Linked DNA regions of Mus musculus: regions 1, 3 and 4 are each linked to region 2. The links are chromatin contacts, called in public HiChIP or PLAC-seq and capture Hi-C maps. All regions are on one chromosome and are shown on one strand. Each heading gives the region's core, a stretch centred on a gene start, on an enhancer-like site or on the middle of the called end of the contact. The rest is flanking DNA. Distances are from core to core; before and after follow the strand shown. Region 1 overlaps Nmnat2 (nicotinamide nucleotide adenylyltransferase 2). Region 2 overlaps Shcbp1l (Shc SH2-domain binding protein 1-like). Region 3 overlaps Nmnat2 (nicotinamide nucleotide adenylyltransferase 2). Region 4 overlaps Nmnat2 (nicotinamide nucleotide adenylyltransferase 2).

Evidence for each region. HiChIP or PLAC-seq counts read pairs in DNA pulled down with a chosen protein or histone mark. Capture Hi-C pulls out chosen DNA fragments and counts their contacts.
Region 1: a capture Hi-C map of embryonic stem cells shows a contact between it and region 2, with 2.3 times the contacts expected there. The contact joins two enhancer-like sites. A contact is called at or near these places in 3 of 39 promoter capture datasets (the C10 cell line, embryonic stem cells and pre-B cells), 1 of 15 datasets of contacts at CTCF or cohesin (large pre-B cells), 5 of 484 Hi-C or Micro-C datasets (B cells, the G1E-ER4 cell line, brain and 1 more), 3 of 115 datasets of contacts at active chromatin or transcription factors (embryonic stem cells, epiblast stem cells and extraembryonic endoderm stem cells) and 1 of 9 other capture datasets (embryonic stem cells).
Region 3: a contact with region 2 is called in an H3K27ac HiChIP or PLAC-seq map of embryonic stem cells, with 4 times the contacts expected there. The contact joins two enhancer-like sites. A contact is called at or near these places in 4 of 39 promoter capture datasets (the C10 cell line, cranial neural crest, embryonic stem cells and 1 more), 1 of 115 datasets of contacts at active chromatin or transcription factors (embryonic stem cells) and 1 of 9 other capture datasets (embryonic stem cells).
Region 4: a contact with region 2 is called in an H3K27ac HiChIP or PLAC-seq map of embryonic stem cells, with 3 times the contacts expected there. The contact joins two enhancer-like sites. A contact is called at or near these places in 6 of 39 promoter capture datasets (the C10 cell line, the HPC-7 cell line, HPC-7-derived erythroid cells and 3 more), 3 of 15 datasets of contacts at CTCF or cohesin (CD8 T cells, large pre-B cells and pro-B cells), 11 of 484 Hi-C or Micro-C datasets (the 63-12 cell line, B cells, the G1E-ER4 cell line and 6 more), 5 of 115 datasets of contacts at active chromatin or transcription factors (embryonic stem cells, epiblast stem cells, extraembryonic endoderm stem cells and 1 more) and 1 of 9 other capture datasets (embryonic stem cells).

The regions. Positions count from the first base shown.
Region 1 is chr1:153,081,159-153,086,181 of GRCm38.p6, forward strand. The region is part of intron 4 of Nmnat2 (nicotinamide nucleotide adenylyltransferase 2); the gene reads left to right. Among named protein-coding and RNA genes, the nearest start is that of Lamc2, 100 kb to the right of the region's middle. Within about 2 kb of position 2,388, at least 51 of the 459 cell types and tissues checked have an H3K27ac peak or open chromatin away from gene starts, as enhancers often do. A contact at or near this core is called in embryonic stem cells, where this site is marked.
Region 2 is chr1:153,449,494-153,455,079 of GRCm38.p6, forward strand. Shcbp1l (Shc SH2-domain binding protein 1-like) reads left to right here. Exons shown (of 10, transcript NM_001033162.2): 10 at 2,720-3,081. The coding sequence ends at 2,971. Among named protein-coding and RNA genes, the nearest start is that of n-TIaat13, 6.4 kb to the right of the region's middle. Within about 2 kb of position 3,833, at least 17 of the 459 cell types and tissues checked have an H3K27ac peak or open chromatin away from gene starts, as enhancers often do. A contact at or near this core is called in embryonic stem cells, where this site is marked.
Region 3 is chr1:153,038,378-153,043,807 of GRCm38.p6, forward strand. All of the region lies in intron 1 of Nmnat2 (nicotinamide nucleotide adenylyltransferase 2), which reads left to right. Among named protein-coding and RNA genes, the nearest start is that of Nmnat2, 86 kb to the left of the region's middle. Within about 2 kb of position 1,889, at least 107 of the 459 cell types and tissues checked have an H3K27ac peak or open chromatin away from gene starts, as enhancers often do. A contact at or near this core is called in embryonic stem cells, where this site is marked.
Region 4 is chr1:153,107,298-153,112,736 of GRCm38.p6, forward strand. It overlaps Nmnat2 (nicotinamide nucleotide adenylyltransferase 2), which reads left to right. Exons shown (of 11, transcript NM_175460.3): 9 at 4,845-4,946; 10 at 5,083-5,150. Among named protein-coding and RNA genes, the nearest start is that of Lamc2, 76 kb to the right of the region's middle. Within about 2 kb of position 2,279, at least 30 of the 459 cell types and tissues checked have an H3K27ac peak or open chromatin away from gene starts, as enhancers often do. A contact at or near this core is called in embryonic stem cells, where this site is marked.

The DNA of each region.
Region 1 (5,023 bases), core at 1,138-3,637, 370 kb before region 2:
TACTTTTCACTTAGGAAACAATATACACTGAAAGATTAAAACTCTTGGCTTCTTGTATAGAAGCAGAAACAATAAAATTTTTTCTTACATAATGTAAAGTTACATTAGCCATACCTAGAGGCAGAATTTTCTAGTGGTTACAGTTCACTAGAAGCAAAACTCTTTGAATTAAAGCATTATTTTAAACTTCTGAATAGATCTGTAACACTGTTAAAAAGAAGTTCTCTTGAACACAGGGAAAAAACTTTCTCAGGCACTGTTTGCAAAACAAAAGAAAGGCCACAAGCCGCTCTGGGGCTGCCCAGAGCCATGTATTGACTCAAACGTAAAATACTTTTTAATCTGAGCATCTTGGCCCTCCTGTAATAAGGACCGATTTTAGAGGAACAATATAACTGTCTACGCCTCTAAATTTTGATACTCTTTCTTAAGATGACTTACAGTTAAAACGTTCTTTACAACTTTAGTGTTGTGAAAAAATTGCCCGTACTGCAGTTTCCTGCCAGGCAGCAACTATAACCAAACTGTTTGTCTAATCTATTTATAAAGACAAACATAACTAGATAACTCTGTCACAGTTTTGTATGAAGTGAGCTGTATGAGCGCTCTCATAAGATGATTACTCTTGTAATTATCTTAATTACAGTATACAGGTGAATTAAAGATCTTAAATTTGAAATCAAACTGCAAGCTTGCAGTCAATGGAACAATGGCAGTTTTAACCATAATTTTTAAGTTTTTTGTGCAAGGTTAGGATAATACCTACAACCCTGGGAAAGTAAAACCCAAGTTTAAAACAATTTATTATCTTTAAAATCAATATTAGAAGCATTACTATCATATTACAAAGTTTGGATGTCAATTAATACCTATGAATACCTATTAAAGCAAGCTTTAGTGCTTTAATAAAAAGACGTTGCTTTAAATCTTATCTTAAATTTTACTATTTAGGATACGAACCACATTAATTATTACCTAAACTAGAAATATCTTTAGAGACCCAGCCTCTTGGCCCGCTTTATGCCATGTGTCGGAAGGACTCTAAACTTGAGTTATCAAATTTAACACTAACCATCTGTAGCAATGTAACAATTATTAATCTTAACCAACAACTTATGAGCTGATTGTGAAAACACTCAGAGCACATTACCAATAAAAAAGAACCAAATGAAGCAGTTACATTTAGACCAATCAGAGAATAATAATTTTTGTAGCTACAATCATAGAATAAAAAACACTTTACCATTGTCAAACACATTAATCATAAACCATTTATTAGCTTTTTTACTCCGAAACTTAGAGGCTGTGCACTCGCCCTTATTTCCTAAAACGAACAGTTTTTCCAGCAGGGGCCCTCCCGCCATGTGTCTGATTCCTGGCTGAAACACGTGGCAGCTCTCGGCTTTGCAGATAAAGTTTTTTATACCATCTTTATTATCCAACATAAAACATAGAACATTCATTCATACAGACTGGACACGAACATACATGAATTGAACACGAGAACAGATTGGTGCACCGGACATTAGACAAGACACAAAAGGGAACAGAGTACTCCTGCTATAAGGCCCAGAGAGATATTTCTCTCTGCTTTTTGGGACATTTTCCTCCCTTATGATGCATTTTTTATTAACTGGGGCAATCTGCCTATTCCTTTTAATAAACCCTTTCTTTTCTCACGCCTCATGTAGCTTCAGAGAGCTACGGCCTACCGCCTATTACCCAGCTCCTCACTGCTGAACCTAAGTGAACCAGCGCTCGGGTTTAACGCTGTCTCAGCTTAGCCCATACCTTCTCCAGTATGAATTTCCTTTATCCTTTATTTTATGGAGCTCCGAACCAGCAGCGTCTCTTCCAAAAATCCTTTGCCGTTTCTCAGTCCCGAGTTGGTTCGCCAATTGTTGTGTCCGGCCATCAGACCACAACCTGGGTTCTAGCCTGGAAAGGCATTTTGGAAACCTGGAAGAGAAGAGGGGCTAGGTGGCGAGAGAAAGGAATGTAGCCAAGACAGTTACTCTGATCAAGGCTCAAATTTTATTGTTGCGACACTAGTTATGAAGGAAGGGGGAGGGGACCCGATTCCCGCCGAATAATCTCTGGTCCAGTAGAAAGGTGCACGTGTGTGGCTCCGCAGGTTCCAGCAGTGGGCGTGGCAGAACGAATGAGCAGGAAGCTCCACCCCTGAGCAAGCAGGTTTCAGGCTGGGGAAGGGGAGACTACAGATAGGCTGACAGATACAGCACACTGCCCTTTGTGGTCATCTCCGCACACTGCGAGTGGAACATCTTTGGCCCCGTGCTACCTAAAACGGGTCATTCTGATCCAAGGAGACCTGTATCCCAGCCCTCTCCTTGCCGTTGGAGGGGCTGTCACCACCCTCTCTTCACTGAGCAGCCTCTGACCGCCCTGCACTGCACCAACCCCCACATCCGGGCTTCATTTTACTACATGAGATGAGGGTCCCAGAACATCCTAGTAGACCAGGAGCAGGGGGAGCATGGAACACTCTGCTACTCAACCTATTACTTTCCTCTGTGGAAGTAGACAGAACATCTATCTTCAGAACCCTTCATTCCTGTCCTGATTCGGTTTTTGGTCATCTTGGAAAGACGGTGAGACAGGTCAGCCTCACTTACTCTTCTGGGAAGTGTCCACAACCAAATGATAAAAGACTGCTCCGAGCTGAACAGATGGCTCAGCAGTTAGAGAGGGCTCATGTTCAAGGCGATCTGATGCCTCTGTTGTCTGTAGACCCTGCTTTCCTATGCACCTACCACACAGACACATACATACATACATACATACATACATACATACATACATAGAATGAACGATACAACTTTTTTTTTAAGATACCTAATTTCCTGTATAAAGGTGTGTCAGTCAGGATAGGTGAAAATGTGCTGTGGTAACAAACACAATTATCAGTGGCTTACATCAGTTTATTTCTCACACTTGCCACTTGAGTTGGGGAGAGGAGTGTCATCTGGGAATCCATGTTTTTTTTTTTTTTTTTTTTTTTTTAGTCACACAGAGACCCTAAGGAAGCTTCAGAAATGGAGAGCCAAAAACCCTTCTGGTATTCTTGAGCTCTGACCTGGGCATAATGGCCATAAGGGCCTGGCCATTGTTGGGTTGTCCAAATGCCCGGGCTTTCTGGGCACTTCCTCTGTTACTCATGCCCAGAGCTTGAACCTGAGCCAGAGAAACACATTCCCAAGCTCCAGCTGAGGCAGCCCGCGGAGGCAGCCCTCGGAGGCTGGCTGATAGTGTAGCTTCCAGATGGCCCACAGCCTTGCAGCCAGAGCTCAGTGCTGCTTCCTGATAACTCCATGTTTCCCAGTCCTGGGATAAGGCTGGTGGTCCTGGTGAACTTGCCAGGGAGGTGGCCACTCGAGGCTGGGTATGTAAAAACTGCTGCGGACAGGAGAGCCATGGAGCACCGAGCAAGGGACAGGCAATGGTGGGGGTGGGGTGTGCATGGCCAATCATTTCCTTCCTGGCAGAGCAAGGTAAATGGGACCAAGGATGCAGAAAGAGAAGAAATGTCCTTGGCCACAGAATAGCTGCTAAGTGCCAGTGTGGCACTGTCTTTTCTGGTGGTAAAATAATAATTAAAGACTGTAGATTACCTCTTCATTCCATCAGCTGCAGCTGGGCAGAGGATCCCACAAAGCAGGCTGGGAAGCTGTCTTACAGATGCAGTTGGATGTCCCTGTGACCTCCTCATGTTAGGAGCAGTCAGAAGTGATGGGTTAGCCCACCAAACAAATGCCCGCTCTTCTAGGGCTCAGGACTCCAGGCATTCCGCCTGCAGGATCCCCTTTAGAAGCTGTGCCCAGAGAGTCTTCCTGCTCATCCCTGGGGCTTGAGGGTTCTTTCACAGCAGGACTCCAATCCTGAAAATGCAGTGGGTACCCTCACCTGGGAGATAATGGCTTTTGGGGAAGGGACCTTAATTATGCACTTAATCTCATGATTCTCTGTCGCCCTCTGACCCTGGGTAAAGGTGGGTTGCTTCTGTCTCCACTGTGGAGAAAGCTACTTTCTCAGCCCTGTACGTTCTCCATCACTGAGGGAGCAATGGGCGTGATAACACAGGATGTGGGATAATGTATCTCAAGTCACCATGTGGTTCTGAGGTGTGATGGGCAGGCCTGAGGGGCCTTGAAACACACCCCACACTTCCTGTGACACAATACATCCTGCTGTCTATGGCACTGGTGTCTAGCTGGTTACTGACATGTCTAGCTGGCAGAGGCTGAGGGAGTGATGAGGTCTGTGGTCAGCCTGACCTTTCCCAGGCCTGCAGAGCACCCTCACAGATATGATCTCATGTGAGTCATGACACACAGAGATTACATCAAGTCCTACCAGGTGTCACGGACTTTACACGTACGTGCTCAGGTAATTCTGCCACAGATGAAATGGATTAAGGTAGGCCTGCCTTCCTGAGGTGAGTGGCAGTCCTCTGGCCATGAGATTGGCCTGCCTAACTGGGCTAACTCCTAAGGCAGGAGACTATGGCTGAATTCCACCTACATGTAGATTCCTTTGTTTGTTTTGTTTGTTTTGGTTTTTTTGTTTGTTTGTTTGTTTTGTTTTAACTGCAAGGGATGGCTGAAGATTGTAACCCCAGCACTCAGGAGGCAGAGATAGGTGGATCTCTGAGTTTGAGGCCAGCTTAGTCTATAGAGTGAGTTCCAGAATAGCCAGGGCTACACCAAAAAAAAGAAAAAAAAAAAAAAAAAACCATCTCAAAAAATAAAAAATAAAAAAAGGAAAGTGAAATGTCATCTTCAACTACACAGTTGGAAGTTAGCCTGAGATGCATCAGATGCTGTTTCTTTTAAAAGAAAAAAGGTAACTATAATGTCATACTTGAATTAAAATTAAGGTTCAGGAACAATTAACTGTCTAAGGTCACATAGCTAGGAGGGAACCCTGGACTGGGGAGCAGGGGTATGTGATACCCTCCCAAGCTTATCTTGCTGAGCTACCCTGTTTCCTGCCAGTGTCGACC
Region 2 (5,586 bases), core at 2,583-5,082:
TAACCTAATCAGTATAATCTCTCACCAGCATAGCCAGAGGCTAAATAATCCCTCATAGATGTGCCTGGACACCTGGTATTTCTGTCCAGTTGAAAATTAATACTATACACCAGGCAGTGGTGGTGCTTGCCTTTAATCCCAGCACTTGGGAGGCAGAGGCAGGCGGAGCTCTGAGTTCGAGGCCAGCCTGGTCTACAGAGTTCCAGGACAGCCAGGGCTACACAGAGAAACCCTGTCTGGAAAAACCAAAAAAATAAAAAATAAATTAATACTATACAAATATTAAAATAGTAATAGCCTTATTCAAGTACTATTTCTATTTGAGAAGGATTCCTACCTATAATAAAACACAGTACATGGTAGTTGATGGGGAACAGGTCTATCTCTGCAGACTCCACCCCTCCAAGGTGGAGAGTAAACAGGTCAGCCCAGCCCTCCCACTGACAATGTCCCCACTATCTTCTGAGGCACAGTTGCCCTGGCTGGCCTGGGATTCAATAGCCTAGTCCGGCCTCAAATTATAGTCCTCCTGCATTAGCCTTCTGAGTAACTGGGGTCACAGGCCACCAGGCCTAGCATAAAGTCAATCTGAAGGAGAAAATAGGCGGGCTCTGCTCTCATGTAACAGACATTTCATTGACTAGATGTGTAATATTTTTAGGTCAGTAAAGCAAATAGATACTGTAGGCAGGTCTGTATTCCTAGCATTTAGGAGCCAAAGTCAGGAGTTCAAGATCTTTAGCTACACAGTGAGGCCAATCTAGATTATATATGAGATTCTATGTCAGCTGCCCCAACACAAAGCAGCAAATTAAGAGAATATGTTAAAACACTTTTGAGGGCTGGTGAGATGGCTCAGTGGGTAAGAGCACACGACTGCTCTTCCAAAGGTCCAGAGTTCAAATCCCAGCAACCACATGGTGGCTCACAACCATCTTTAATGCAATCTGATGCCCTCTTCTGGAGTATCTGAGGACAGCTACAGTGTACTTACATATAATAAATAAATAAATCTTTAAAAAAAAAACACTTTTGAGATAAAATGTAGTGTACGTGCCTATAACCCTAACTCTCAAAAGGCTGAGGCAGGAGAGCTGGTGTGAAGCTGGTGTGAATTCCAGGCCTGCCCAAATAATATAACAAATAACAGGCTAGCCAGAAGTTTCTTAAGACTGTCTTGGAAAGAAGGAAGGGGAGAGAAGGAGAGAAAGAAGGGGCATAGGAGGGAAAGAAAAGCAGGAAGGAAAGGAATTAAGGCTACTCTTGGCATGCTGTGGTGGCACAGACCTTCAAGCCAATTACTTTGGAGGCAAAGGCAGATGGGTCTCTAGTAGTTGGGGGCCAGCCTGGTCCCAGTGAGATCCAGATCAGGCAAGGCTGTTATATAGTGAGACTTTGGATTTTCAGATTATAAGGATATTCAGTCAGCACCAGTAGACCACCCATGCTGCCAATGACCCCACAGAGTTTTCAATAAAATCAGGTATCTGGTTGTAATGGGGAAAATGTACAAGGGAGCACTGTAAGGTCAGTTTTGAAATACCCAATTTATCTTTAATTTCTGTTCTTAAGTATTTCTCAGTTATTCAAAAAGGGTTAGCTTCATCAGGACCACTTTTTTTTGTTTTTGTTTTTGGAGACAGGATTTCTCTGTGTAGCCCTGGCTGTCCTGGAACTCACTTTGTAGACCTCAAACTCAGAAATCCGCCTGCCTCTGCCTGAGTGCTGTGATTAAAGGCGTGGGCCACCACGCCCGGCATCAGGACCACTTTTAACCATTCTTGCAGAGGTACAACCTAGCTACCAATTCAGTAGGTCTGGAGTAAAGCCTCAGAATTTGTACCCGTCAGTTTCCAAAGTGATGCTGAAATTACTTGTCACTAAAACATAAACCCACTGATCACCATGACACCTTAGAACAGCACAACACCGACACTGCCTGGTGGATGAGTGGAACTGCAGCATCCTGAAGGCCAGCGTGAGCAGAGCCAAGAAAGAAAGCAGAGGCAGGAGGATGGAAAGTAAATAGCAAGCAAAATCCAACAACAAACCCCTGCATATCCTTGAGCCTTATTCCACAGTATGGTTTAAACCAGATCCCTGCCAAGTTCCCTGTGTAGTATGTTCATGTTAACCTTTTACCTGAGACACATTTCTCTGTAATGAGTGAATACTCCATTATAATCACTGTTCTTAAAAGAAGTGGTTACTTGTAACGAGCATTCTAGTTTATTGGCAGCCTGTCCTTTTATCAAATCATGCTGTTTTATTGGCCTATTGTATTTTTTACCATATTGTCTGAATTTTTTTGTTTTGTTTTGTTTTCTAAGACAGGGTTTCCTGGCTGTCCTGGAACTTGCTCTGTAGACCAGGCTGGCCTCGAACTTAGTAATCTGCCTGCCTGCCTCTGACTCCCAAGTGCTGGGATTACAGGCATGCGTCACCACTGCCCGGCCTGAAATAATTTTCATGTTTGATCATGTTACAGACGTTAACAGGCTGCATCCCCTAGCTACAATGATTTATATCAGTTTAGGATAAAACATGAAAAAACCCTATACTTTTTCATTCACATGTGTACTAAGGTTGATGAATGTGAAGCTAACTGTTGTAGCTTTAAAGAACCCTGTTGACTCCAGAGTCAGTCTCAGTGCCATCTTAAGTTTGTTGTTTTTATACCAAATCACTGGACAGCTTATTTTCTCAAACAATTTAACAGGTTCTTCCAGCACCCAAACTGAAGATGACGAACAATCATATCTACAACAACAATGGCTATGGAGTGAGCATTCTTCAGCCATCGGAACAGTTCTTTATTGTAGCAGAAGCAGCTCTCAACAAAGGGGCTGCTTCAGGAGATAAGAAAGATGACAAAATGCTCTCCAAAGTCATGCAAACTCTGAATGTGGAAATGAACAACAACAGGATAGAAGCCAACTTAAAGGGGGATATTAGGATAGTCACCGGGTAAAGTGTCTGGATAGGTGTTCGTTCGTGTTTTATAGTTCAGGAATGTGATAAATGATTCTTGTATCTCAGAAATGGTTGTTTTAAATTCAAAGATTAAAATGTTTAAATGCTTGCTGTCTTTCAATTAGTGGTTTTAATGTGTTGGCTAAGATTCTAGCTTTATAAAGGTGAGTCATATGCCACAGAATTTACTCTAGAAAGCATAGCTAAGGGGCTGGGGATGTAGCTCAGAAGGTGAAGTACTGGCCTGGCATGTGAAAGCAAAGCCCTGGGTTCCAGCACCAGCGCCACAGAATCCCCACCCGAATGAAGAATGCCTATGATCCCAGTCCCAGGGAGATGGAGTTAGTGGCCAGCTTGAGCCATTTTTGGTAATTAGGTTCACCTGGATAATCCAGAATACCTCCCCATCCCAGAGACCTTAACCTAAACCACATAAGCAAACTGAACCTTGTCATAATAAAGTATGCTTCGACAGTTCCTGAGAACTAGGAACATTAATGTCTTTGACAACTATTTTTCCTACAACCTGTATTTTCTCAGCCAAGGGAATCTAAATTCAATGGGATGTTTCCTTGATAAGGACCAATACACAGCTTCTTTGTGTGCATACCAACCAGGGACAGAACCATGAGCCTTACAAGTACTAAGCACACATTCTACCATTTGTCACATTACTCCCTCTGAACTTGATAAGCATCCAAAAAAAAAAAAAAGAGGGCCTCAATTGAGTTGTAACAGCCCTGGCTATCCTAGAACCCCCTCACACTGTAGACCAGATTGGCTTGAACTCAAGAGATCCATCCACCTGCCTCTCTGCCTTGAGTGCTGTGATTAATGGTGTGCTCCACCACACCCAGCTACTCCCAGACAGGTGCTCCTGGATGTAGGGAAGGACTGAGCAAGGCAGTTTGCTTCAGTCCCTGCTAAGACTTCCTTCATAACCCTTTCCACCCCAAGATGCTTGACCAGCATAGCAACAGAAACCCTAAGGCACCCCGCTCCCGTAAGCCTTTGTATATACTCAAGATTCGAATTCACTCAGAAGGGTGTTTGTTTTTAAGACAGTGTTTCTCTGTGCAGTCCTGGCTATCCTGGAACTCACTCTGTAGACCAGGCTGGCCTCAAGTGCTGGGACTAAAGGCATGAGTCACCACTGCCCAGATCACACTGCCTTTTAAATGGCTTTTGAAACCCCCACCCACTCTTTAGCAACTCCACAAACTTTTGATGTTCTGGACAAAGGACTTAGCCACTAAGATTGTTACCAAGGTTCCCAGTCTTTCACACAGCTAAAACCTGAAGGATCACAAAGTCTGACAAATGCATTTGTCCCAGCCACAATTAAAAGGCATACAGATCCATCCTTGCACTTCCAAAAAGTGATTTATACCTAAAACCTTCAAATTCAGTAACTGTTTTAGAAGTCAAAAACAATTTTATTAGCACCAATCCAATGTGCTCTGTGACAATTGTGCTTGGATGTCTGCTGTCTGGACAGATCTGAAGATGACCCCATTCATATTCTCTTGATCTGTCCCCATGGTACCAAACTCCAGATTCTAATCTGAACATGGCTTCCAGAAACTGGTGTTTGTTTTCTGTGGTAAACTTTTAATCTGATAACCTCCTTTCAATTTCTTACTATAGGGTAGTAAGGCTACACTATATAATTAATGCTCATATTAAGAACAGCATGTTGGAGCCAGGCGTGGTGGCACACATTTAATCCCAGAATTTGGGAGGCGGAGGCAGGCAGATTTATGAATTTGAGGCCAGTCTGGTCTGCAGAGTGATGGCTCAGCAAGTAAGAGCACTGACTGCTCTTCCTAAAGTCCCAAATTCAAATCACAGCAACATCATGGTGGCTCACAACCATCCATGAGATCTGACCCCCTCTTCTGGTGTGGCAGAAGACAGCTACAGTGTACTTATGTATAATAAATAAACCTTAGGGCTGGAGCGAGCGGAGTTGACTGGAGCAAGCGGAGGTCCTAAAAATTCAATTCCCAACAACCACACGAAGGCTCACAACCATCTGTACAGCTACAGTGTACTCACATACATAAATCTTTTAAAAAAATGAAAGAAAAGCATGTTTAAGTGCAGTGAGATAATCTACTATGCAAGCTACTTAATCTAACTGGTGCTTAGACCTCCATCTCATGTGAAGAGATCACTGCTTTGAGACTGTGGCAATGACATCGACTAACATCCAAATCTGGGAAACTAGAGCTGGAAGAACAAGTTCTGGACCTATGGAGGGCTCTTGAGTTTCAATACTGAAAAACATGACTATACTCAATGGTTCTCTGTAACTCCAGACTACAAATCTTAGGCTCCCACCATATAGGGGGGTGAACAGTGCATACAACTCAACTTCACATTTCTCAAAGTTATTTATTCCACCCCAAATGGAGCATGTGGGATTTTCTAATTCTTACTTTTCATACCATGTAAAGATCAAAAGCACCAAAACCCATCAATATTCATGGCTAGTACAGCTTGTAAGAGTGGTTACAGAGAAATTATCCTCTAAGCAAAAGGGTAATGCTTTGGGTATAGGATCAATTATTTTATAAGCAAGCTAAGGCCTACTAAGATATAGGGAATAAT
Region 3 (5,430 bases), core at 639-3,138, 410 kb before region 2:
GACAGGCTAGATACATGAGGTTACCTTTCAGCCGCAATACCTGCTCGGGATGCTCCATAGCATTCTCAGCCAAGTGTGGGCCCAGCCGCCACTGTAGCTGCCTGCATCTCACCTTGAGGATTCCTGTATGAGATGGAGGAGGGAGGAAGGCAGACACTTGTCAGAAAAGTGACAGTGGATGCCGGTGGGAAGGAACGGTTGGCCTTGGTCGTATCCCTGCATGAGAGAATGTCTTACTTAGAGATTTCTTGCTGTGAAGAGACACCATGACCACTTCAACTCCTATAAAGGAAACTGTTTAACTGGGGCTGGCTTACAGTTTCAGAGGTTCAGTCCTTTATCGCTATAGCGGAGTATGGCAGCATGCAGTCATATGTGGTGCTGAAGAGTTCTACATCTTGATCCACAGTCAGCAGAAAAAGACTGTGTTCCACACATTGCTTGAGCATATGAGACCTCAAAGCCCACCTCACAGTGACACACTTCCTTCAGGGCCACACCTACTCCAACAAGGCCACAACTCCTAATAGTGCCACTCCTTATGGCCCAAGTGTTCACATACATGAGTCTATTCAAACCACCACTGGGAGACCTTAGGCCTTGGATAATAGTCTCAGCAGAGTCATCTACATGACAGGCTCTGTAATGGAGCTGCTAAGGGCTGTTCTTTTTGTTTGTTTGTTTGTTTTTGTTTTTTGAGACTGGGTTTCTCTGTGTAGCCCTGGCTGTCCTGGAACTCACTTTGTAGACCAGGCTGGCCTCGAACTCAGAAATCCGCCTGCCTCTGCCTCCCAAGTGCTGGGATTAGAGGCATGCGCCACCACTGCCCGGCTTGGACTAAGTCTTATAAGCAACTTTTTGTGCTTTGTTGTGAGACAGGGTCTCTCTGCACAGCTCTGACTTGCCCACTGAATGCTGGGATTATGGGTGTATCCCACCAACTTGGCTCTAAGTGTTTAATACCCTTAAACAGAGAGAAAGAGCCAGAGAGACAGAGAAAGAAAGAGAAAGAGAGAGAGAAAGCCATCCCCAGTTAAAGGTTCTCCTTTATAGGAGTTGCAGTGGTCATGGTGTCTCTTCACAGCAAGAAATCCCTAAGTAAGACATTCTCTCACGCAGAGAGAGAGACAGAGACAGACAGAGACAGAGAGACAGACAGACAGACAGAGAGGGTGTGTTAAAATTAGCACTGTTTCTTAGGAGAATTGCTGATGGTATCATTGCTGCTGTTCTTATTTGTGGAGTGTTAGAGATAAAAATCATTTTAGCAAGAAGTATGTTATTGAAAAAGAAATCATGAACCCCACAGGTGGAAATGAACTTCAGAGAAGCCAGAACCCCAAACCTAGAAAGCACTGGGGAGCCACTAGAGTATCTGCCCTCTCTTCTTTCCTCTTGCTCTGTATCTAATTCACTGTTCTTTCTGCAGAATTGTTTCCTCTGCATGAACAGCTCAGAAATGGTCCACAGTAGCCCCTCAGGCCTCCACAAGAGCTGTCTGCACGTTTCCCTTCTCTTGTATGCTGTCTTCTCATCCAGATATCCAAGGCAGGATTTCTATCGACTACTATTCTAGTCCCTTCAGCTAAGGGTGGGGAAGGAAAGGGTCAGAGTTCACAAACTGGGTGTCAATTTCCTATCACTGTGGGTCCCCAAGCCAGTACAGAAAAACACTGTAGACCAAGACGATGTTTCTCAAGATCTCTTCCACAGGATGAAAAGACTTTAAGCCACACGGCAGTAGCACTGCATTGGGAGGCTAGCAGACAGGACAGAGAGAAGCAAGTGTCCTGGACTAGAGCCAGGAGAGTCACCAGCTCCTGACACTGTGCACAAAAGAGCAGGTCAACAATACTGGTGCTGACTCAGCCTGAGGCTCTGCAGGGATTCGCTCTGCTTTCCACTCCCCTTCAAAGGATCTAGAGAACAAAGGCCTATTGTCCAAGGGCATTGCCCAAGGGGGCAGAGATGGTGAATTCCACCAGAGGGCACTCCTCAGAAAGACTTGGTTCACCTTTCTGGGAGCGCCCAGGATTCTCTCTTGAGAATGCTCTTTGAGCATTCAGGGTTAGCTGATCTCAGCTTCAGAGTAGAACATTGGGACCTCTGAAGTGAGAAAGAGTAGAGCAGGGTGACAGGGAGTGAGGTCATGACCTGTGACCTCTAGATGACCTATCTACATTGTGCTCTCAGGGCTCTGTGTGGTGTGAAATACCAGGTGATGCTCTTCTCCAAGAACACCCTCCTCTTTCCTGCTCTCTTCATTCTGGCTGGAGTGTTGGCTGTAGCCACTCCATGACTGCCAGGGAGCTTCAGGGACAGCTGATATGATGAGCTCCAACATTTAGTAAGGGTTTTTGCAGGAAAGCTGCTTGCAGAGTTACAGAGGATGTCAGGGAGAATGTGTGGCATTGACAGCCAGCACCTCTAAAATGGGGGAGCCAGGAAGAGGAGGGACAGGACAAGCGAGGAGCTGCCTGGGACACACAGAAAAGACCAGCATCCAAAGACTCTAAATCTCCAGGCACTGCTCCCGAGAGAGCTGCCTGAGCCACTAAGAAATGTCTTTATGACAATGAAAAGTGACCTGGTGTGTGGGTGTGCAGAGAACTCCATGCGGTCGGACAAACATTTCCCACTCTCCTCAGCCTCCCCATCCTGTTACTTGGTCCGTGGCAAATGAATGATCTGAAAACTACTGGTCCCAGCAAGGTCCAAAGTTATTTGAAGTTTCAAAGCATCATTGGACCAAAAACAGCACAAAGTGCTGCAGTAAGGAAGCTGTTGCTGGGAGAAGAAGGGATGCATGCCAACATGGCCCATGGGCTTGTTGGCTCAGTAGTGCTAAGTCAACACATTCCATAATGTGTCATGTTAACTGAAAGAAGTCTCCTTCCTGATTCTGTCTCCACTTTTCCATTAAAAAAAGCTCAGTACATGTTGGGGAAATGGTGTGGTGCCTGCCACCCCCTCTCCCTCCATCCTGTGAGGGTGGAGACTGGTCCCACTCTCCCGGCACCCTGCTTGACACTGATTATCCAGTTGCTCTACATCAGAGCTACATCCTCTCTCCTCCCTCCAATAAATGGATTCTCATCTTGGCTGTGATGATTTTGTTTCTCGATCTATTCTTCTCACAGCCCAGGGGCTTTTCTTAAGATGTAAGTAGCTGGGGAGAGGTGGTGCATACCTTTAATCCTAGCACTTGGGAGACAGAGGCAGGCAGATTTCTGAGTTTGAGTCCAGCCTAGTCTACAGTGTGAGTTCCAGGACAGCCAGGGCTAAATAGTGAGACCCTGTCTCAAAAATCAAACCAAAACAAAGACATAAGTAAGATTATACCACTTGCTTTTTCTTTATTACTTAACAACTTCACACACACACACACACACACACACACGCTACCTCCCAGAGACCATCCAACATAAACGGTGCCTGTTGATCCAGCCAATGTTCTAGAACTGAGCTCTAGAGCCTTAGCGTCTTGGTTTATTGCACTCTCTGCACATGAGAAGCACAACCTCCAAGCCTCCAGCTCCTGGATCCTCTCCTTCATTCACATCTCCAGGTCAAGAGAATTCTTCTCATATGTCTTCCCCTGACAGACACTGCAGCACAGCTCCCTCAAGTGTGCTTTCATGCCAGCTTGATTTGCACACATGTGTATGCATGCACGTGCGTGTTTGTGTATGCACGCACAAGCGTATGTCTATTAAAAATAAACACCAGCGCTAATAAACAAATATAGCAAGGCTATAGGTTCCATGGAGCAAGGACTGGGTTTGTTTGGTTCACCTCTGGAACATCTGCACCCTAGCTGGGGATCCAGGATAGAGCAGGGCCTTCTGAGTCAAAATTAGGGGTCTGGAAATAAAGTAAGAGAAACAAGTCTGAATGCATTTCCACATCACAAGTGCCAGTTTGTAGTCTACTGTGCAAATATTTAATTTCATTTTCTTATGCCCAAACTCTACTGAGCTCATGGTGCCTGGCTCCCCCTTGGCAAGACTTTCAGAGTTGGCATTTCTGCTACCCTCTGAGAAATTTCAGAACTTCATCTCTCCTTATCTCCTTTTCTACCTCCTCTCACTCATAGTTCAGAACTTCTTCCTGATGCTGAAGGAGAGAGAGACAGCCACTCCTGTCAGTCTTCTTGGACATCTGCCATGCTCATGTGCCTTGCATGGTATTTGTTCCCCTGGGCTTCACAACACGAACCTGAGGGAAGCTGAGAAATGGAGCCTTCCAGGTTCTATGGGCGTCTTGGCTCTCAGGGCTATGCCTCTCTTGGGCCAGGCTCTCTCAGGTGGGAGTCACCTACTCTGACACTGTGTCCCCTTGCTCATTTTGTGGCAATATTCCAGCAGTTTTTCCAACTCTCAGTCTTGGCTAGCCTGTCCCATGTTGTCTCATCCTCTGGCCTTTTCTCTAGATAAACTCTGCTATCCCGGCCTTGCACCCGGCCCCTTTAAAATTTACAGCTTGGTTTCTTAGGATAAAAGACATGTTTCCCTTTTGTGAGTGAAGACAAAGGTTTTATAGCTACCGTCTTTTAGATATATTCTCCATGTCTTAGCAAGCAAGGAAGCTTTCTCTCCAGCAAGGGCATCCTTGAGTGGGGCTGTTGCACAGTACCTATGGCTCTTTTTCTATCAAAAGATGCTCATCTGCATTAATGGCGCATCTGAAGAGTTTTAGAGACAAATAGGCCAAGATCTTTCCGTTCTCAAGTTCTAAACATTTTAAATTTCGATTCTATGCCTCAGGAGTGAGGGGTGGGGCAACAGTAAGCAAAATTCACATTTATAACAGGATTCCCTGCTCATTCATTGTCCAGTTAAGACGAAGGGTCTGTTAAGTAGCTTAGTAACGGTGGAGATTAAGTGGACCTTAGTGGCTGTGGGTGGAGGGGATTTAGTGCTAAGGGAGATAGAGGAGCCAAGTGAAAATACCCTGGTTTCTGGCTCTGACTGCTGAACACTGCCTAGTATAATAGTCGTGGACTGTGGCCGTGGGGATGAGGCCATGTGGTATAGACTCGGAGATGACTATCAAGACCCGGTTTTGTCCACATTAAGTCTGTGATGTTTTTAAGAGACCTCCTAGAGAGGGATGCCAGGCAGATAATTAGATTTCTGAGATGAGTTCTCAGAGGAGAGATCTACAAGGTGATATCAATTTGGGAGGTGTCAGAGGACAGATGGTGCTAAGTGATGGAAATGAATCTCACATAGTCTCAAGGGCTCGGGTGGGGCTTAAGCTTTTCTGTGTGGTCCTAAAACTACCTCATCCCATGAACTGGAAGGAGAAGAGAGGTCTAGCTCCAGCTGGCTGTTCCAGGACGTCATAGGACACAGCAGGTAGATATACTATGTATATACATCCCTTGACAGCTGCTGCAGCTCAGCCAATAGACTTGATTAGCCTGAT
Region 4 (5,439 bases), core at 1,029-3,528, 340 kb before region 2:
GACATACTTCCTCCAGCAAGGCCATGCCTCCTAAACCTATCCCAGCAGCTCTACCAACTGGGGACCAACACCTGGACCTCTGAGGTACAGTCTCATTCAAACTCCCAAAGAGCCTTTTTACAATAATGGATCCAGAGATTCATGAACATATTAAGATAGAAATATATCCTATGCTGGAAATACTGATTCAAGAGCCTTTAGTGTGTCCTTCAGTTAGCTTTGAAATGGAATGAAACACTTGTGGTTGTCAATATGGGTCCAAGGACAGGGAAGCCTGGTGGAGTCTGGTGTGTCAGGGTCTGAGAGGACTGGGAATCAGCATAGAGACCCAAAGGGTCATCTACAGAGGAAGGAGAACAGGAGATGTGGAGTCTAGCTGGGGGCCCGAGCCAGAGACCAGAGACATAGGGGATAGGACGGGCAGCTGAGTTCTACAGGGCAGACAACTCTCTACCTGACACCTTTGTCCATCCTTACACTCTCTGGCATGAAAAACCCACCACCTAGAACAGCAGAGATTATCTCTAGTGTCTGACCTGAAGCCAGGAAGAGGGACTGCTAATGTGCAGGTCTTATGGGCTCTTCTCCTCAATCTATTGGTGGTCTCCAGGGGCAAATCTGTCACCTGTTATTACAAAGGAGAAGCATCTCCAGCCACAAAGGCTCCATCTGCCTACCACCCACCAAGCCTTGGCATGGTTCCTGATTGGGTGTCAGATCATTTGATCCTGAGTGGAAAGCAGCAGGCAGCTGCACTCACGTCAGCCACAGAGCTATTCCCTCGTGGGCACCAACTGCCATTCAGAGCCATTCCGTTCATGCTTTCAACTCGAACATTTGCTCTGAATGGCTCCCTTACCACACACATCATCCAGAGAGCGCCCATCAAATGTGCGTTATCTGGCTGTTAGAGTCAAGCGATGGGAAGCAGGCCTGCCATTACTTAACTCACACCAGATTATCCCAAAACATCTGCAGGAACAGGCAGTTTAAGGATCTCTGTGTGCTTCTACTTCAGTGAATTCTCAGTTTATCCTTCCCTTATCTTCCCTGGCATGCCCATGTTTCCAGTTCTAATTCTTTTTTTTTTTTTTTAAAGATTTATTTATTTATTATATGTAAGTACACTGTAGCTGTCTTCAGACACTCCAGAAGAGGGAGTTAGATCTTGTTACAGATGGTTGTGAGCCACCATATGGTTGCTGGGATTTGAACTCCGGACCTTTGGAAGAGCAGTCGGGTGCTCTTACCCACTGAGCCATCTTACCAGCCCTCCAGTTCTAATTCTATATTTGACTGACTCATGAACTCAGTTGCACACCAGAATCACCTGGGGGGTGGGGGGGTGGGGTGGGGATTGTTGTTGTCTGGGACATTTTAGTTTAATTGATCTTGGGTATGAGTCTATGTTTGGAATTTTTAGTTTCCTAGGTAATTCTTTATTGTTGTTGTTTCAAAATTTAAAGTTGCATTTATTTATTTGTTTGTTTTGACTTCTTTGTTTTCTGTGTGTGTGTGTGTGTGTGTGTGTGTGTGTGTGTGTGTGTGTGCGTGCGTGCGTGCGTGCGTGAACATGCATGCATGCCACAGTTCATGTGTGGAGGTCAGAGGACAACTTATAGCCATTGGTCCTCTTCGACCACGTGGGTCCAGGGAATTGGACTCAGATTTCCAGGTTTGGTGGCAAGTGTCTTTGCCCACAGAGCCATCTCAATGTCCCACCTCATCAGGCAACTCTAGTGTGTAGGCAAGTGTGAGAATCGGTTACTGAACAGTGAACCCAGTGCAGGGTCTAACAACTGACAAGAGGAGCTGTAGCTCTCTGCAGATTCCTGCCTTGCCTCTCCTGAGCATTCCAGGCCCATAGGACAGAAGCCTTGATGCAAACTTAATGTGAACCCCACCTACATAAACCATGCTGTATGCTGCTCCATATCCAGATGGCATGACTAGGTGGAGGCTCTGATACTGTATGCTTAGCTTGTAGTCTCCCCTACCCCCACCCCCACACACTCCCACCCCAGGGTGCTCAAGGCTGACCTTTTATTTTAGCAATGTCAGAGTTCTAACGATGTTTTTGTTTTGTTTTGATTTGTTTTTTTTTTGTTGTTTTTGTTTTTGTTTTTGTTTTTGGAGACAGGGTTTTTCTGTGTAACAGCCCTGGCTGTCCTGGAGCTCGGTTTGTAGACTAGACTGACCTTGAACTCACAGAGATCTGTCTACATCTGCCTCCCAAAGGGCTAGGACCAAAGATAGGCATGTGTTACCACGCCCAGCCCTAGCTGCAATTTTATGTTAAGCAGTTGTTAAGCCACAGGGAAAGCAGAGTAAAGGTGGGTAGAAACACCCAAGGATATGTCACACACACACACACACACACACACACACACACACACACACACGCTCACACACACGCTCACACACAGGCACATGCACACACACACTCACACGCAGAGGTACACATACACACACATGCACACACTCACATGCACACACACAGAATTAAGCTAACAATGGCATTCTGACAGTGTGCACCTTTCTGGTAGAGAAGAATGGACCACAGATCTTCATCATTTCTGCTTCTGTGAAACCAGCTTTAAGAATTATGGGGGGGGGGGGGATTCTGAGTCCTTTCCCCCTAAAGCAGGTCTTGCTCAATGATTGAACTGCTTACAAGCAACGTCCTTCCTCCTCCTGTGAGATCCAGAACTGGCAGGATCTAACCCTGCTACCAGATGCTGTAAATTCCTAGCTCCTGGAACTGAACATCAGCACATTTCTAGAAGGCCATTTGGTAATACGTTTCAAGAGCTTGAAATACTTCCACATCCTTTTGTCCAATTATGTTACTTCTTATCCCGAGGAAATAATTAGAGATGTGATAAAAGGTTTATGTAGAAAGATAGTCATCAAAGTGTTATGTACAAAAATTAGGTTGCAAAAAACGCAGATGTAACTATAAAGGTTCCATACTATCTGACTAGGAGGAGCTACAGAAAAGGCTAGACCCCACGCTTGCACATGATTTTTCATTTATCTGTTTAGTGTGGGAGAACATGGCACAGAGGTCAGGCTGCAGGAGCTGGTTCCCCCTCTGCCATGTGGGTTCCAGGCACCGAATTCAGGCCATCAAACCAAAAGGCCTTGTACCTGCTAAGCCGTGTGGCTAGCTCCCAGGTCATCTTCATGATGTGGCAGAATGCTCGCAATATGAAATATGAATAAATGAAATAATGCAAGTTGGGGCTGGAGAGATGACTCAGTAGTTAAGAGTGTGCGTGGCTTTTTACAGAGGACCTGAGTGTGATTCTTAGCACTCTTATCCGGCTGCTCACAACTGTCTGTAAGTCCAGCTCCAGGGGCATAGCTTCTGACCCTCATAGACACTTGCGTTCAAGTATGTGCATATGTGCACACACACAGAGGCAGAGAGACACACACACACATAGCGTGGGGGAGACAGAGAGAGATACACACATACACACACACAAAGCAAGGGAGACACATACAGAGAGACAGAGAGAAACACAAACACATACACAGAGTTTAAAAACAAAATAAATCTTATCTAAAACAAGAAGAGAATGCAGGTAATTACTATTTAAGCAATTGATTTTTAATTCTTTTTTTTTTAAGATTTATTTTATGTATATGAGTACACTGTCTCTGTCTTCAGACACACCAGAAGAGGGCATCAGATCCCATCACAGATGGTTATGAGCCACCATGTGGTTGCTGGGAATTGAACTTAGGACCACTGGAAAAGCAGTCAGGGCTCTTAACCGCTGAGCCATCTCTCCAGCCCCGATTTTTAATTCTTCCTATTTGCAGTGTTTGGGACAGGAGCCTCATGCATGCTAGGGAAACACGCTACCATTAAGCTACAACTTAATGCCTCCTTTGCAGTTGAGTGATAATGTGGATCTACACAGCTCTTGACAGACAGAAAGCCCTGGGCTATGCTGGGTCAACTGTGGCTGCTGGAGAGTGTGTTTGAGACTGATTTCTATTTTTTTTCTCCTGTACTTCCCAAGCTTGTGTTATATTTGTAATTAGAAAAATGAAAACAAAGAACTGATGTGATGTCTCATGCCTGTCACTTCAGCATCTGGAAGGCTAAGGCAAGGGGATGGTGGGTTTGAGGCTAGACTAGGCTACATAACAAAATCCTTTCTCAACAACGCTCCCTCAAATGTTTATTTATTTTGTATGTTTGTAATTAAAGGATTTTATTTTTCATAATGAATCAAGCTCCTATCAAAGGCTGATCTCAGAAGTGACCCCTGTGTAAATTAGCCAGCATCCCCATCACTACCCATACACATAAGGATTCATTCTGAGTGTGTCTCTGCTTATGGCTGCCCTGGAGTCCCACAGCATAGGAGCGAGCCATATAAAAGAAGGGAGAAAAAGTCTCTCTCCTGCCCTTCTGTGAGGGCTGAGGTAAACGTGCTGGCCAGTGGAATCACTTTCACCCGTGAGTGTATTTACTGGCTACTCCTGTTCTTCTGCAACATTGTGAACTCAAACAAGAGCTTTGAGGATTAGAAAGGCCTTGTTCAGACATACAAAAGGCTATCCATTCATTCTAGAAGTATTTCCTAAGCGTCCTCTGTGCCAGACAAAGTTCTCACTCATTCTACCAGGGCTACTGGCAGTGGTTCAGGTTGCTGACTGATGGAGCAAAGAAGGTAAATTGAAAACTAATGTTTGATGTTCCATGCAAATCAACAGAATGTCACTCTACTCTGTTGTGGCCACTTGGGAAGTTGGGGGTGACAGCTTTCACCAAAGTTGTTTCTCTCGCTTCCTCCTTCCCTCTCCCCCTTCCCCCCTCTCTTTAGATGGAAGTGATTGTTGGGGACTTTGGGATCGTCGTGGTACCCAGGGATGCAGCGGACACAGACCGGATCATGAATCACTCCTCCATACTCCGCAAGTACAAAGTGAGTCCTCCATCCCCTGCTGGTACACCTCTGAGATACTGCCCTCTTCTGAAAGTTCTGGGAGGCTGGAAGAGTGAGGGGACAAGAGTAGCCCCTGAGAGGGATTGGTGACCCGTTCTTTCTGCTCTGTTTCCAGAACAACATCATGGTTGTGAAGGATGATATCAACCATCCCATGTCTGTAGTCAGCTCCACCAAGAGCAGGTATGGTCAGCAAATGGTCAGGGACCTTTTGGCTAAGTTTAAAATTTTCCATAGCTTTCCTCAGTCAGTGGCAGCCTGTCATAGTTACGTTTGTATTGCTCTGATAAGACGCCATGACCAAGGCAACTAATAGAGGAAAGCGTTTCCTTGAGCTTCAAGTTTCAGATAAGGAGACCGTCATGGTGGGGGGCTCAGCAGCAGGCAGACAGGCAGGCAGGTAGGCTGCTATAGCAGTTGCTGAGAGCATACATCTTTAGACACAGTCTTAAGGCAGAGAGACCGCAAAGCC